Regions from separate parts of the Ovis aries genome. Here region 1 is linked to region 2. The links are chromatin contacts, called in public Hi-C maps. All regions are on one chromosome and are shown on one strand. Each heading gives the region's core, a stretch centred on a gene start, on an enhancer-like site or on the middle of the called end of the contact. The rest is flanking DNA. Distances are from core to core; before and after follow the strand shown.

Region 1 (2,700 bases), core at 190-2,689, 78 kb before region 2:
CGAGGTTGACGCCATCTGGATTCTGCCTTTTCACCTTGACATTATTTTATGCTGGTTTCTGAGAGACGGGATTGAAAGCTGATTTTCTTTTCAGTGTGATGGAGTGTCAAGCCACAGGAGTATCCTGGGGGCCCTTGGTGCTAGAGAGCATTCTAGCCACCTTCCTTTTTGTTTTTCTCCTTCCCTTTTTAATGTTTCAATTTAAAAAATCTAAACAGACTTCATTAAAGAAAAGTTTTAGACTTACAGAAAATTTGAGAAGTTAGTGGAAATATAGCCCACACCCAATTTCCTCTATTATAAACATCTTATTCTACTGCAGTACGCTTGTCACAATAAAAGCAATACCGACTCACTACTATTATGTGAAGCCTGTACTCTGTTCAGGTCTACTTGGCTTTGCCTAGCATGCTTCTGCTCCAGAACCCCACCCAGGACACCACTTTGCATTTGTGCCTTAGGCTCCCCTGGCCTCTGACAGTTTCTGGCCCTCCTAGCTTTTGATGACCGTGGCAGTTTTGAGGAGTGCTCGTCAGTTAAGGTATAGGATGATCCTCTGTTGGAATTGGTCAGTGTTTTTGTTCTGATTAGACTGAAGTCATGGGTTTGGAGGAGGAAGACCATATGAGTTCAGTGTCATTTCCATCACAACCTATCAAGAGTATGTGCTCTCAAATTAAAACTTGAAAACAATTATTTTTTTGTTTAGTAGACAGGATAGAACTCCAGTGTCCCTAGCCACAAGGGACTAGTTCCACCGAGAAGTAAACAGTGGGGACTCAATTTTGAAGACATTTGGGGAAAGGGAAAATTGGCTTTCTGTTAACTGGCAAAATGTTCCAGTGGGACTCTGTTTATGTTGAAACGTGTTATGTTTTATATGTACACATATATGGACCAGGGGGCTAAGATGGTAAAGAACCTGCCTGCAATGCGGGAGACCTGGGTTCCATCCCTGGGTCGGGAAGATCCCATGGAGAAGGGAATGTCTACCCACTCCATATTCTTGCCTGCAGAGTTCCATGGACAGAGGAGCCTGGTGGACTGGGCTGTATAGTCCACGTGGTCACAAAGAATCGGACATGACTGAGCGCCTAATATTTTCACACTTTCGTATATGGACCAGAGTCTCTGCTGAGTTTATAAATTAAGACACGATGGTTGATGGAATCTTGATTTTTGTTAACTTATCCCAATAAAGCCTACAGAAACTCAAAAACATATGAGAGAGAAGAATATGCTCTCAACATGATTGATTCCTGGGCACCTTCTCTTCTGAGATCTCATTTAATCTTCATAAAAACCCTCTGAAGGGGCATGATTGTGCCCCTTTTCCAAAGGAGAGAACTAAGACCGGGAGAGGTGAGGGCCTGCGCTGGGGCTGCATGGCTAAGCAGGCCTCCGACGCAGGACTGCTAAGCTGCTTCCTTGTTCGGCACCTGGCTCGTTTTCAGTTTTTTGCTTATCATAGGCTCCACTGCTGTGCACAGCCTGGTTACTTTCCTTCGAGTTATTTCCTGAGGGTGTGTCCCCAAAGAGGGATTACTAAATCAAAGTGTGTGAAGTTTTCACTGCCAGATGGTTCTTGAGAAAGAGGGAACCCATTCACAGGGCATGAGCAGCTGTGTTCCTGTTTACCCACATCCTCTCCAGGACTGTGTTTTATCATTTTTGTTTATCCTGTCTTGTTACTTTATCACATACTTTCTCCCCTCAATGACTCGCTGCCAAATGACAGTTGGCTGTTTGCAGAACTCAAAAATCACTCTCACAGGATAAAGATTCGGCTTCTCTGACTTCATTTAAAAGAATGTGCCTCAGGCTGGGCAACATTTCTCAAAATGCTGGCTGGGGCACTAGACAGTGGCTTCCTCTTGGGAGAGAGCCACGAGCCTCCTAAGGTGACTGCTCTGCTGTTAACTCGGTCATCAAGCATTGTGTCATTTTACACATGTGTTTCTTTTGACCGAGATTCTGATCCATTTCCCCTTTAGACACTTAACCTGCGGATGGTCATTTACAATGGACATGGAAGATTGTCCCCCCAAAGTGACCTGGTGTCTCCACAGCAGGTTCAAATTGCCCATCGTGTCATTTTATCATGGCTGGTTGGCCCCCAGCGTGCATTTCCGCTAGGATTTGAGGAGGCTGGTTTCCCAGAGCAGCAGAGGTCAGAGTTTCCGAGGTGACTCAGCCGGCTGGCCTCTTCATATGCGAGTTCTCTGGTCAGCTGTCCACACCTAAAGGCAGCAAAAGTCAATACCCTGTAGGTGGTCCCTTTGGGATTATAAGGAGCGCTGTCCTCCCAGAGGACTCAGTGCCTGGGAGCTGACTCACCCTGGTGTAGACATGTCTCTGGGTACCATCTCTAGCATTTCCAGTTGAAGAGCCCCTAAAGGGCTCTGCGGCCATCTGGCTTTAGGCATGCCTGACTCGGGGGCTCAGAAAGGATCCTCAGGACCCACCACCCTCTCTCTATCACCATGAGGTCCTCCTGTGTGGTTGAGTTTCACATGTTGCTCCGAGGGGCTCTGGCCTTTTCTGCCCCTGGCAGCCACCAGGCGATGGCAGCAGCTTCTGACCCTGTCAGGCCTCTTCGGCTGGTCCTGAACCACTCCTGTGCATGTGTGGGAGTGGGTGGGAGGGGAGGGGTCCGGTGTGCTGAGGGGCTTGTTGGCTGGGAGAGAGATGACTGCCCTG
Region 2 (2,700 bases), core at 131-2,630:
CGGGGAGAGTTATGATGGGTCCTGTCTTGGTGTGTGTCTAACTTGGAAGGCTGGCGGACACAAGTGTGCTGGGCAGCCGGGAACGAGCCCTTGCCTCTCTGAGAGCTGCCCCCCAACCGGTCCTGCAGTCTTGGCTTCTGGAGCCCTTGTTGTTTCGGGGTTTTATTAATATTGTTTTTTAATCCCTGGACTCTACTCCGCTCTGGCTTCTTGTCAGGGAGGAAGGATGCTGTGTGTATCAGTGGAGAGAGAGAGTGGAGAAAGGACAGGCCTTTAGCCTGAATGGGAGACTGCGGGACGGTCCCAGTGAGGGTGGCCATGTGCCATTAAGTCAAATGGTTCTATGCAGGGAGAGGGTGGCGACCCCTATAAGGGTCCCCCAGGTTAGCTCAGGACCCTGGGCAGCACCACCTCCAAACCCACTCCTGCTATCTCCATCTCATACTGTGGGCTAAAAACTGGATGCTCAGAGGGCCCGGGCAGGCGGCCTTTTGAATGAGTGCCGTGACCTGGTTAAGATGCCAGACCTCTAACCGGAAACCTTCCAGTTTAAACTTGTGGCAATAAAAACAAAAAAAGCACCATGGCACAGACAAACAAGCTGCAGTGTAACAAAGCCAGACTCGGAGTTTGCATCCTCCGCCTTTGACCTTCACTCCCGTTTACCCACAGTGCCAGCTTCCCCTCCCCCACTGTCTGGTGTGGGGCTCCAAGGCCACACCTTTTCCTATCAGGGAATTTCAGGAACTGGAGATGATTGAGGCCCCGCAGCCATCTCCTCCTACCTCAGCCTGGACCTTCCTCTTTTGCCTCCTGAAGGGGTGTACCTATTTCTCTCGATGCCCCCTCCTGCTGTGCCTGAAGTCCCAGGTCCCAGTGGAGCCTCAGAGCCGCTTTGGTGCTGGGCCCGCTGAGGTCCTGGGTGGACATGAGATGCTGAGAGCAGGTCTTGTGTCTGCGTGTCTGTGTTGTATGTTGTGGTTCTGTGACCCGTGTTGTCAGGTCAAATGGCCTTCCGGGAACTGAAGTGCTGAAGCCAACACTTGGGCCAATGGATTCTTCCCCATTAAGGAGTCCCCCCACTCCCCGAAATACATGCCCAGGCCCTACAGACAATGGACAAGTGAGGCCTTAGCCACATTCTGGAAGGAAAGGGGATGGGGGCCTCCTTGAGAAGACAGCTGGATCCCATATACTTGGATCCCTTGTTGAAAAATTCCACTGAACTTGAACTTGGCAGCTGAAATTTTAGAGGGTAGGAGAAGCCCAGCCATTACCCTGCAGTGAAGAAAGGCTTCCCTTGCTGCAATCAAGATGTCCCTGTTCCTGGACTGGCCAGAGTCTCCAACCGCATTGGACCCTTTGCAGCCGTGGAGCACTTCTGCCCCCTAGTGGACTGTTCTGGGAGGACCTCAGGCTTCCTTGCTGTCACCTTGCTGTGGAGGACCTCACCTTGCTGTCAGAGCGGGGATGAACTACGAGACTCTGGGTGTGGCCTCATTTTGTTACCAGAGTAGCCACTAGACCCTTGGTCAAAACCCATCGACCTCCCTCCCTTGAACAGAAACTCAAATATACCTTTAAGTCATAGGCTTGGGACACGAAGAAAGAAACTATAGGAAGAGAAAAATAAAAACTGGATAGAACCAGGTGAAACCAAGATGGAGATGCATCTGACCTCCAGCAGACCCCGAGTCTCAGTTGACACTGAGTGAACTCCGGGAGTTGGTGATGGACAGGGAGGCCTGGCATGCTGCGATTCATGGGGTTGCAAAGAGTCGGACACGACTGAGCGACTGAACTGAACTTACTACATTAGCTACTAAATGACATACCTACTGCTTGCCGTGACCAGGAATCACTGACCAAAAAAGGACAGAAAAGAGGTAGCACCCCATTTCTAGGAAAACCCTGCCTCTTTCCCAGAAAAGGAGAGCATTTGCCTCCCCATCATTCCTCGCACTCTTCCCCCCATTGTTCTTGACAGCAAATCTGGTTCCCCATTAAGGTGAGAAGTTTGTTTATGAACGGTTAATAAGTTCCCACTTCTCCATTCTCTGACCAATGAATAAAGCTTGTGCTGCTGTAATCTCAGCTTCCATTTTGGGTTTGGTTGTGTGTACCCAAGCTGAAAAAGAACCTTCTCTGCCAAGGAAGGGGGCCTTAGCCAGTCTAGGGCCCAAGTGCTGGAGGGAGTCCATTTGACCTAACTGATAACAATTTTGCCAGCTTGTGGGCTTGTGTTGATCCCAAGGACAAGGAGAGTTTGCACTGTATGTATTCTGGACAGCATTCCTGCTTATGAATAAACCTTTAATTTGTTTTTTACTTTGACTGCTGGCTTTGTCTTCAGGTCTGAGCTGGGGTGTGTCCTTGGTCCTGGCGCCTGTCACCAAGGTAAGGGGGAGAATGGGTCTTGGCCACTGGAGTCTGATAAGTCCATTCTGTGCCAGACCCCAGAAGCACCCACATTACAGTTGCCCTTGCCGAGAGCCTGGCCACTTCCTGAGGCATGGAATGGACAATGCTTTTTGTCCAGAACCACCCAGCTGGCCTCCAAATAGGCCCTCAGCACACATCCCATCCATCGCCTTGGTCTCTCAGCCTGCCCTTGGGGTTGGGGTGGTTTCTGCAGGTCTGCTCATGCATGTGCAGCCCCGTACTCACTCAGGGGAACAAGACTCTGGACTCCAGGAGGCC

Evidence for each region. Hi-C and Micro-C count contacts between places; a contact is called where the count stands out from the background.
Region 1: a contact with region 2 is called in a Hi-C map of liver, with 6 times the contacts expected there. The contact joins two enhancer-like sites. A contact is called at or near these places in 15 of 16 Hi-C or Micro-C datasets (blood, hypothalamus, liver and 7 more).

What each region holds. Positions count from the first base shown.
Region 1 is chr12:40,832,945-40,835,644 of ARS-UI_Ramb_v3.0, reverse strand. The region is part of intron 12 of TNFRSF8 (TNF receptor superfamily member 8); the gene reads left to right. Among named protein-coding and RNA genes, the nearest start is that of TNFRSF1B, 43 kb to the right of the region's middle. Within about 2 kb of position 1,439, at least 29 of the 54 cell types and tissues checked have an H3K27ac peak or open chromatin away from gene starts, as enhancers often do. A contact at or near this core is called in liver, where this site is marked.
Region 2 is chr12:40,755,176-40,757,875 of ARS-UI_Ramb_v3.0, reverse strand. It overlaps TNFRSF1B (TNF receptor superfamily member 1B), which reads left to right. Exons shown (of 10, transcript XM_012187301.4): 10 at 1-2,328. Among named protein-coding and RNA genes, the nearest start is that of TRNAS-GGA, 15 kb to the left of the region's middle. Within about 2 kb of position 1,380, at least 7 of the 54 cell types and tissues checked have an H3K27ac peak or open chromatin away from gene starts, as enhancers often do. A contact at or near this core is called in liver, where this site is marked.